3 separate regions of the Rattus norvegicus genome follow, and regions 1 and 2 are each linked to region 3. Evidence: chromatin contacts called from public Hi-C data. All regions are on one chromosome and are shown on one strand. Each heading gives the region's core, a stretch centred on a gene start, on an enhancer-like site or on the middle of the called end of the contact. The rest is flanking DNA. Distances are from core to core; before and after follow the strand shown.

Region 1 (3,236 bases), core at 5-2,504, 410 kb after region 3:
CCTCCCTTGAAGTAGTAGGACAATCTTCCCATCAGTCATCTCAAGGAGAGCAGAGAAACACTTTGGAAAGTTGGGATTTAAGCTTACCTCTTTCTGGGCCTTGCACTCTTGGACTTGGACTTTGGATGTGTCAGGGAAATCTCAGGTTCACAGCTAAAGGTAGAAGGAAGGTAGGAGTGTCCCTCTGGAGATCACCTGTAAATGAGTATGCCACACCTTGTAACTTCACCCTTGAACAGTGTTTCCAACCTCTTCTGCCCATACCTGACAAAGCCATTTTGCACCCTTTCCTTAGGACGTCCCAAATACCTTCAAATTTCTCACTCCCAGAGACAAAACGCTATCAGCAATAAGTAAGAGTGGCCCCAAACTGATTTTATTACAGGCGACACAGAAAACCACAGTGTTCTGGAGGATGAAGGATACTGACGTAAGTCCAGGCTGCTCCTGTTTTGTTTTTATTTGTTTGTTTGTTTGTTTGTTCATTTGTTTGTTTTGGGTGGGGGTGGGGAAGCAGTGGTGTTAATGCTCCAGTTCCAAGCGCCCATGATTCAAATTACCCTGGAAAGGTGTGTTGGGGAGGGTATGTTGATTGTGCAAATCTCAGACAGACTTTCTTTGGCCATCCTAGGAACCAGGATTCAATTTAGAAGGAAAAGAATTTCTTCCCTTATTTAGTACCAGAATTTTTGGTTGGTCACATCGTCACAACCATTCTCAATAAACCTTCCAAAGCATGTTCCCTAGAAGGAAGCACATAGCCTCTGGGGGTGTTTTTTGTTTTGTTTTGTTTCCACTCTCGCTCTGTTGAGCCAGTTTATCGTCATTTAGGTATTTCCCTAAAGGTACTCCATTTCCCTGTCCATTGCACTCAGCAGACTTGTCCCAACTTGGCGACAATGGTATGGAGAGGTCACACTCACAGTACCGGGTTGGCAATACCTGTCAGCCTTGGGGACATCAGCAGAACCCAGAGCCCGGCCTTCCCTACCTAGCCGGAGCTGCAGCTGTGCGGGGCCATGCAACCGAGCCGACCCTCCCTCCCAGGTTCCTGCTGCCCGATGCACTCACGCGACGCGGTGCGGGGCGGTGGCCACTGCAGAGGCCTCTAGCCAGAGCTCCAGAGCGATCGCGGCACAGACTGTACCTTGCTCAGCAGAGACCCAGGATTGGTTGGCTTTGACAGTGGCTCACGAGCTTCAACCAATCAGCGTGGCCTCTGGCTCCTTTAAGTGCTCCGGTGCCGGTGCCGGAGGAGGCTTGGGATGTCCTTCCGGTGCAGGCGCCTGGAGCCGGGAGGTGTGTGGGGCGGGCAAGAGCGGCAAATTCCAAGCTGCAGGGTCCAGTATAGTGTGTGATTTTGAGGGAAGGTGGAGGAAGCAGCATGGAAATGTCATTTCAAGTCCTCGGGTTCCCCAGCCTGTAAAAAAACGACACCATCAAATCGCAAAGAGAAAACAGGGAACAAAAGCAAACAGTGGCCAGAATTTCCATATTTCCTTATGTGCTTTCCACATTACATACTCCTACCAGCATTGTCTGTCTAGAGTACAGCTCCCTGCTTCACTGAGGAAACACTCAAGGACCCATTAGCACTTGCTATGCAACCGGCTGGGAAAATAGTACATGCTTCACAGCCTTTAGGAAGGGCCCCGTCTTATCCTTGGGTGACACCACACCTTAGAGAAGACAACTTTCAGGCACATCTAGCCTAGCAGGCTTGTATAGATGCTCTTAGCTTCAGTCTTCCGGATTCTGACTTTTAGATGGGGAAATTGCAACAGTATCTTTAGTCCCATTTATGGGAGCAGGTACATGTAGCTAGGAGTAAATGCTTTTGGAGAGTGATGGGCAGCAGATCAGGAGACTAAACTGGCCTCTGTTCTGTTCCCAGCTCTGTAAACTGTAGGAAGGACAGAAGTCCTTGTACCTGCAGATAAGCACAAGAATGTTAAACATGCAGGGTTGTATCTTCAAAGAGAAAGATTTAGAACATGTTTTCGGCCCCGGAGGCTGGGAGTGGAGGTGGTTAACATTTGCGCTCTGTGGGCGAGATCACAGCAGATCGTTCCTTCATCATGAGCTGTTTTTCTCAGTCAATCAATAGAACCTATCATTATGGGACAATGACACATGCAGTCAACCTATAGAACCCATCTTAATCTATTTTTGACCTTTTCAAAGACTTATGTATTCTAGATAGATCATATAAATGAAACGGACTTTTCACTGGATTCTTTTACTTTAACACTGTGTGTGTGTGTGTGTGTGTGTGTGTGCGTGTGTGTGTGTGTGTGTGTGTGTGTGTGTGTGTTCATCTAAGCTACAGTATGGGGGCTGGTGAGGTGGCTCAGTGGGTAAATGTGCTTGCCACCCTGAGACCCAGTTCTGTTCTTGAGATCCACATGGTGGAAGGAAAGAACCCATTTTCGCAAGCTGTCCTCTGACGTCCCTAAGTGTGCACTTGCACGCGCAGAGAGTAAATAAATATTAAGTGTAAATTAGAAACAAAAATCAAACGAGTACATTATAGCATGGCTCATGGCTCCATTTCTTGTTGGGACTAAAAAGTAGTCCGGCGTATGAATATAAGACATTTTGTGTATCCGTTCAGACGGAGGGACACTTGGATGGTTCTAGTTAGTCTAGTAGGAACAACGCGGTTAGTTTTGTGAGCATACCGTCAGTTGTCTTGGGCTGTAGGCATAGCATTGCTGGAGCATACAAGTCAAGGTTTAACTGAGGGGCCAGAAAACGCACACGCTGTGATAGCAGTGGATAAAGATGCTCACGTCAAGTCCCCCCAGTGTGGCCTCTGTGTATCAGACACTGGAGCATCGTTCGGGGTGTGATTCCTACTTGTATCATGTAAATTGCTTGAGTAAGATGTTGCCATTTCTACAGCCTTAAAGTAGAGCCAGCGTCAGGAACTGCAACTCGTAAAAACTACCCTACAAGTCAGGTAATCTAATGCATGGACGCGAGAGTCTGACGTTTGAAAATGCGACCTGTTTTACTATGACTGACACTTTTAATCGTTATCGTCCTTTCATCCTATTAATTTGATAGCTTTTTTTTTTAATGATGCTGTAGCTTGTCAGGGCTTGACACTGAAACCCAGTAACTGAAAATAACTGTGGTGGAAGAGGGCGGGGGAGCCAAGGAGAGCTGTGCCGAGCGAGCAGGGGCGGGTACATTTCAGAGTGTAACCTGAATCCAAGGAGGCTTCATGGAGC
Region 2 (3,433 bases), core at 411-2,910, 290 kb after region 3:
AATTACTTAAAGAAACCATGCATTGTGCGGCGGCACACACCTTTGATCTCGGCATTCTCCTGGCAGAGGTAGGAGGATTTCTGTGATTTCGAGGCTAGTAAGCGCTACATTGTGAATTCTTGACTCAAAAATGAAGGAAAAGAAAATCACTAGATGTAAGATCTGAATGCATCATGTATGCAAGGGGGTTGTGGGTGTTATGCATGTTTCATTTCGGTTCACAAACCTGGGGCTAAGAGTAAAAAAAAAAGCCCTATACAGAATGGCCCCAGTTATTTCTTTGAACTCTTATTATTTAGCCCCTTTCCTTTTACTGTCTTCCATAGAGGGTTCTTTCGTGGTCCTTAAAAGTGCCAAACACATCCCCTTTTCAGAAATCCTTCTCATTTTTAGCTTTCTTGAAACCAGATAGTTCCAGGACTGGATCGTTCTCATCCTTCAAGTTTCTGCTCAAATGTCACTCTAGGGGTTCTTTTCTGGTCATCCCAAAATAACATCTCCACTCAGATCCGTGTGTGTGTGTGTGTGTGTGTGTGTGTGTGTGTGTGTGTGTGTGTGTGTGTCCATGTTACTGGCAAGCACACACACAGCACAGTGCAGATTTAAAGCGTATTTTGTGGTTTCTATGAGAATAGAGTATATAGAATGGAGGTTGTCTTCATCTGCTATCCTTGGGAGACTTTGTTCTTCAATGAATGAACGTGGCTCTTTGGGACCCTGCGTGTCGTTTCTTCTTCCAACCCGCCCCTTTGCAGAAGTGGTGGCTAACAGAAGATTTGGGTCTCAGTGCCCGGTCCACGGTGCCACGTCCCCTGGGCTGAGCGCTTAGGGCAGGGAGCCACATGTGGAAGCGAAAGCAGGAAGGGGAAAGTCTCCGCGGAGGCAGCGGCTGCCTATCCTATCAGCTCGGACGCACCGGGGCCTTCCCGGCCGGGCTGACTCATTCCCAGCCGGCTCCTCGGCGAGCGGAGGCCGCAAGCACGCCCAGAGACTGCGCTAACCCGCACCCGCCTCGCTCCTCCTCCTCGCGCGCTCTCGCCCTGGGGCTGCCCCGGGAATCTCCACGCGCGCCTCCGCTTCCCCGGAGCCCGCGACCGCCTCCCCAGCCTGGGCCCAGCCCCGCGGGCGGCGCAGGCGCAGTGGGACGTGCCGGCCTCCGCCTCCGCCTCCGCCCCACCTCCGCTGGCTTGCCTACGCCCGGCTCCTCGGCTCTCGGCCTGAGGCTGCGCCGCGACAGAGCCCGCCGCGCAGGGGCGACTGAGCCGGAGTCGCTGGCCGAGCCGAGGCGGCGTGCGGCCCCTGGAGGGCGGGGACGGGCTCGGCGCGCGGTGGGCGTGGCGTGGGCTGCAGGAAGCTGAGGCAGAGCAGAAAGGGGGCAGCAGCGGCTACCGCCGGCCTCCCGCCGAGCTGACAGGCTGGGCGGGCCCCGGCTCTGGGCGAGCTCGCGCGGCGTCGGCGCCTCGGCCGCGGCCCCGGGTCCGGAGGCGCCGGTCCGGACGAGGGTTGCAGGCGGCTCCCGGGTCCGCCGCTGCGGGATGTGAGTGCGGGCCAAGCCCGCGCGGGAGGGCCCCCTAGGGCCCAGCCTGGCGGCCGCTCGACCCTACGCCCGGCCCGGGGGCTCCCTAGACCTCGGCCCTCCCGACACGTCGCGGAGGAGCGGATCCTGCGCGCCTCCGGGCGCTCCTGTGTGGCCCGACCCGTGTCGCCGGTGGGTGCAGTCCCTTGCTGCTGGATGGGGGTGGGGGGCAGCGGTTCTCCCTGCGGTCCCGCCTCCTGCTCGCCACTTAGCCCCCCTCTGCTGGCAGGGAACTTCAAAGCTAGAAAACCTGCGGGTTTCCGACAGCCTAGGAAGGAGTGGCTGGCTGTTGATAAATGCACGCATCCCGGTGTGCCTTAGAACCCGACCCACCCTCTTTCTTATTCTTCTGTAAATTTTTCTAGACGTCTAAACAGCGCTGGGGGGAAAAAGCATCTATTTGCCCCGGGTTTCTGAGTTAGTGACTGCTGTTTCTGTTTTTAGGTTCCTGAAGCAGGCGACGGGAACAAGATGTGAACTGTTTTTCCTCCACAGAAGAAGAGGCCCTTCTTTCCCCTCCCGGGAAGGTGGGTGTTAGATCTCGGGGCTGCCTGGGTGCTGCAGTTAAAGACAAGGGCGTCTGAGATCTGCGAGCCAGTGCCTGCTAGGGAGGCTGGATGCTTGTGTAGAACGACAGGGCTAATTGTTGCTTACTGCGAAAATGGCAGTGTTGAACTTTTCCTGTTGCTGTGGGAGAATAATTGGGTGGTATTTATTGTGTCTCTTGGATCCTTTAAGAAGCAGTCTTTGTTGGCTTTACAGTGTGGTCTTGCAGAGAGGAAAAAAAGAAGTCGTCCCCTTCTCCCCTTTCTCTTTAGGTAGCCCGAGTCTTAATTTTCAAGTAATTAGAAATACGGGTTGAGGGAACACACTGGTTGTTTTTGCTGAGTTTCTGCTGCCACATTGAATGCTTCCTGTATTCACCTGCCTTGTCGGTTGAATGTACGTAGTTTGCTTTCCGGTGGTTACTAGTCTGTCAGAGGAATGAAAGGGCAGGAGCCACTGAGTGTTGTCACAGAGAGGAGGAGAAATGCGAAGAAGGGAAACAGAAGTGGGAATAAGAGAGTGGGAGGTTGCTTTTGGTTTCATAATAGGTTTGTATGAGTGAATTGTTGGCTTACTGCAAATAGTCTGATATAATTCCCAGCAGATTTGAAAATGAATCATCAATTTTTGGTCCTCTTTCTCTATGTCCTCTACCTGTTTACTATTCCAGATATTAAGATCCTTTGGTTGTATGTGAGTTCGCTTGAGTGTGGTGCATCTGCAGACTGGATGTGTCCAGGACTTCTCCTAATAGTACTCAGTAGTCTACAGGCGATAACATTTACCTGGACTGGAAGCTGCCCAACGTGTAGGCTACAACGTGTAGGCGAGCACTCAGGGTTGGTTTTGCCTTTGTGGAGGATCGTGAAACTTGCCCTGTAGACCAGGCTAGCCTCCAACTCAGAGAATCTCCTGCCTCTGCCTTCCAAATGCTGGGATTAAAAGCCTTCGCCACCACCCACCCGGCTTCGTTTCTTTTAGTGTCTTTTCCTTTGTAATTTGAAGGTGTCTTGAATGAGAAAAGCAAACATGTTTTTTCTCTGCCAATAACCAGATAGGTTATTCTTGAAAGATGGACTCCTTTTCTGGCAAAATAGGAAAAGACCATTGACTTTGGAGTTAGATCTGAGTGTGTGGACCTAGGTTAGGATAATGGTGTTCTTTCCGTTTCATGGCTGTATTACTTACAATTTATTTTCTTAGAGCATTGTGCGAGCCTTGGTGGGATGCGTACAGAGTAGTGAATGGTTCGGCCACTTTTGAAAGTCTTAGCTTCTCGTAGCTGGTCAGGCAAAGGAGGTTTCTAGCTGG
Region 3 (3,353 bases), core at 701-3,200:
CAAACCGTATCTATAAGGACACACCTAACCGCATCTGACAAAGGTAGTGTCTATAACCATTGAGTTTTCTATAAACAATAATCAATTATCCTGTAACAATCAGCACAATACAGGAAGGCTAAGTAGGAAACTAAGACCCTCAGAATTTTCCATCCCTGGCCTTAGTCACCAAAGTAATTATTACATCTCTTCTATCTCTTCCAAGATTTTTATAAAAGCATCTTTTATTCTCCTGAATAATTGTCATCTCCGAGGCTTACTGCAATCTGTCAACCTAGACCTAGCCCTGGAAGCTTCTAGCTCCACAAATCTCATCTAGGCTGAGAATGTTTTCAGCCTCTGAGTCTTGTGTCTAAATAAGCTCAGTCTTTCTAGTTCTTTCTGAGCAGCGGCTGGCTGGTTCAAGTCAGGTGTCTCACTCAAACACTTCTCCAAGATAACTGATTCAATCTGACTTCTCTCTCAACCTCTGACTTACTTACTTACTTACTTACTTTATTTATTTATTTATTTGTTTATTTGCTCTGCTTGGTCTCAAACCAACTCTGGCAATATTTTCTAATTTTCTAGCTTGTTCTTTCTCTGCCCTGCTCTTTAAAACAAACAAACAAACAAACCAGCTGCAAGTTCTTACTTTATATAAGCTAATTCTGCAATGTGGTTTCTTTAACTTAGTGCCCCATCTATGTAGCCCAGGGTGGTAGTGAACTGGATAATCCTCTCGCCTCAGCCTTTCCCGGGATTACAGACTTGTACCACCACTTCTAGTTCATTTCAAAGATACTTCCCCAATCAGTACACTGAGATCTACTCTTCCATTGCTTCGACTTATTTTTAGCTTTCTTTTACTACCCTCAAAACATCTTCATAGATACATTTTTGGATACTGCTGTAAAAATACTGTTGGATATTTTCCTGGTTATGAAAGAGCAGAACCTAAGCACATAAGCTTCTCATGTCATCCCTCTTCCTTAAATGTTACACAGCATTTGTAACAACATTTTTCTCATGTACTACTCAACCATTAGGATTAACTAACCTTTAGAGTCTTCCACTCAGGGCTAAGGCAGATGATGTCGTAGGTAAAAATACTAGCGGAGCAAGCACGAGTACCTAAGTTCAAATCCCCAACAAGCCTGCACCTCTGACCCCAGCTCTGTAAGTGGACTGAGACAGAAGGCTTGGTGTCAGTTCTTCAAGCTCAATGAGAAACCTTGTCTCAAGGGAATGCTGTGAAAAATGACAGATCAGGAGAACTGATGTCCTCTGGCCTACCCGCTGTGTACCTCCCTGCCCCACCCAACCCCCACACACAGTTAGTTTACCAGTCAATCAAAGGTGAAAGATTGATATTCTGTTGTCTTATCGTATAACAAGCCTGATTGTTAAACATGCAGGTTGTGAAGTTAGGCTTTTCTAGTTCTTCGATGTCTCTGTTTCTCTCTCCCTGGTCCTAGAAACTGAAATCAGGGTCTTGTCTGTGTTAAGTGAGCGCTAGGGTACATTCCCAATCTTTGGGTTTTTCTCTTTAAATGTATTCTCGGGCTATGGGGGCTCATTTTGGCTCAAAAAGAAAAGAGACAGCCAGCATACGGATCTTCACGGTTCTAAAAGATTCAAGAGACAGAAAGTCCTCTGATATCTACTACTTGTTTCAATTCTTTACAAACGTGCTTGCTCCGGAATTTTATTTTTAGTGTCCTCCTCTGCTGTAAGAGGGTTTGGAGACCAGTCTTGTAGTGGGAAATTTGAAGCTAAAGGAAAGTTGGTTCTGCGTTCTAAAACGGCCCCCCTCGACTCCAACTTAGACTCCTGTGCACGAAGAAGCTGTAGTTTTGATACAGAAGAGGGACAAGTCAGAACACCCTTGGACCGCTCGGATCCGAACCAACAGAAACCCTAGTTAGCTTCCCAGGACCTAAGCGCCAGACTTTCTCTCTTAGTCCAGAGGTGGGCACGCCCGACCACGCCCACCGGAAATGACGCACTGACCGGCTACTTCTTCTTCCGCAGTCCGCCGGCGGCACAGTCCAGGCCTGCTCCGGGGGTGCATCGGCTTCGCCAGCGGCAGAGGGATTCTGGGTAACGACCGTGGCCGGCTGGGCGGCTGGCTCCGCCCAGCAGGTTCCACTCACGCCAGGGCCGTTAGCGGTGGCGGTTGTCGGGCCCGGACCAGTGGGACATGGAGCAGCCGTGGCCGCCACCGGGCCCCTGGAGCTTCCCGAGGACTGGCGGGGAGACCGAGGAAGAGAGTGACTTAGACGTGTCCCCCTCTTCTTCCCACTACTCTCCGGTACCGGACGGCGGCGCCCAGGTAACAGCGGCCTGCGTTCTGCTAGGGACGGGGGATGGGAAATGTCTGCGGGCATCGCGGGGGACTGATGCCAAGCCACAGCCCTGGCAGCATCTTCCACGAGAAAGGAGGTGGCCACGCGCGCATTCCCGACCTCCACGTCCACGCACACTTGTCCTTTTACCTGGGCTGGTTGCCCCTCACCTTTGCAAGAGGTTCCTCCTCCTCCTCTCTCGTGTCAGCGTGGAGCTTTGCGGGCAGCTCAGCCTACATAACATTGACCCTTTGTCCTCTTGTGCGTGCTTTCATCCGAGCCTTTATTACAAGCTCCAGCTACTTTGTGCACAGTTGATAGGAACAGAGTGTGATTGTACTTCTATAATAGTACACCGAGTCCTGACATAAACATCTCACGTGCTCTTTCCCACGCTGATATCTCAGCAAATTCTGTAAGCCTCGCCTTTGACGCTGCACACACCTCCGTTTCTATCATTGGTCCCTTACTGTATTCATAGTTTCATTCCGTGTCAGTCTCCAGTGAAAACGTACAGCCACAGAATTGGCTTTTCTTTCAGACTTCCACCCGAAGTTCTGACATTACGTGTGTTTTTCAACCCAGCTGTCCTGCATCAGAAACTGTCAAGTGTGGTATCTCACTTAGGCTTTTATGGCTGACTTCTCACCTGGGTGTGTTGTGAACTAGATTTCAAAAGCACATACAAAACCCTAATCTTTTCAATGAAATTGATAGTAGATGGCTGATTCTTAGGCGTTTTTGCAAAAATGTAATGACAGCTTTTATAACAGCTTTTCTTAAAGATGACTGGTTTAAATCGTCTGCCGGCAAGTGTAGGTTAATTCTGCCAACCAGCTGAGTTGATTGGGCTCACACACAAGTGTGCTGTTTCATAGCCACAGACTACAGTCATCCCACTAGTCATCGGGAAAGTGAGGCAGAATGAGAGTTGATGGGTCAGTAGTCATCCACTAATTACAGAGCTCTAGTGTCATCTGTGTAAACATAGTATTACAGAGGGAGAAAACAAAAATTTATTGCTGT

The links. Hi-C and Micro-C count contacts between places; a contact is called where the count stands out from the background.
Region 1: a contact with region 3 is called in a Hi-C map of hepatocytes, with 2.1 times the contacts expected there. The contact joins the promoter of Plgrkt here to the promoter of Tekt5l1 in region 3. A contact is called at or near these places in 8 of 12 Hi-C or Micro-C datasets (Schwann cells, hepatocytes, kidney and 4 more).
Region 2: a Hi-C map of psoas muscle shows a contact between it and region 3, with 2.1 times the contacts expected there. The contact joins the promoter of Jak2 here to the promoter of Tekt5l1 in region 3. A contact is called at or near these places in 3 of 12 Hi-C or Micro-C datasets (the Rat2 cell line, mammary epithelial cells and psoas muscle).

The regions. Positions count from the first base shown.
Region 1 is chr1:236,523,586-236,526,821 of GRCr8, forward strand. It overlaps Plgrkt (plasminogen receptor with a C-terminal lysine), which reads right to left and starts at 1,255. Exons shown (of 6, transcript NM_001106347.1): 1 at 1,072-1,255; 2 at 88-195. It also overlaps a transcript of Cd274 not described here.
Region 2 is chr1:236,407,245-236,410,677 of GRCr8, forward strand. It overlaps Jak2 (Janus kinase 2), which reads left to right and starts at 1,661. Exons shown (of 25, transcript NM_031514.1): 1 at 1,661-1,708; 2 at 2,021-2,103.
Region 3 is chr1:236,116,544-236,119,896 of GRCr8, forward strand. Tekt5l1 (tektin 5 like 1) reads right to left here and starts at 1,951. Exons shown (of 5, transcript NM_001402563.1): 1 at 1,326-1,951; 2 at 1,040-1,230. It overlaps Cdc37l1 (cell division cycle 37-like 1), which reads left to right and starts at 2,087. Exons shown (of 7, transcript NM_001011941.1): 1 at 2,087-2,314. The coding sequence starts at 2,183.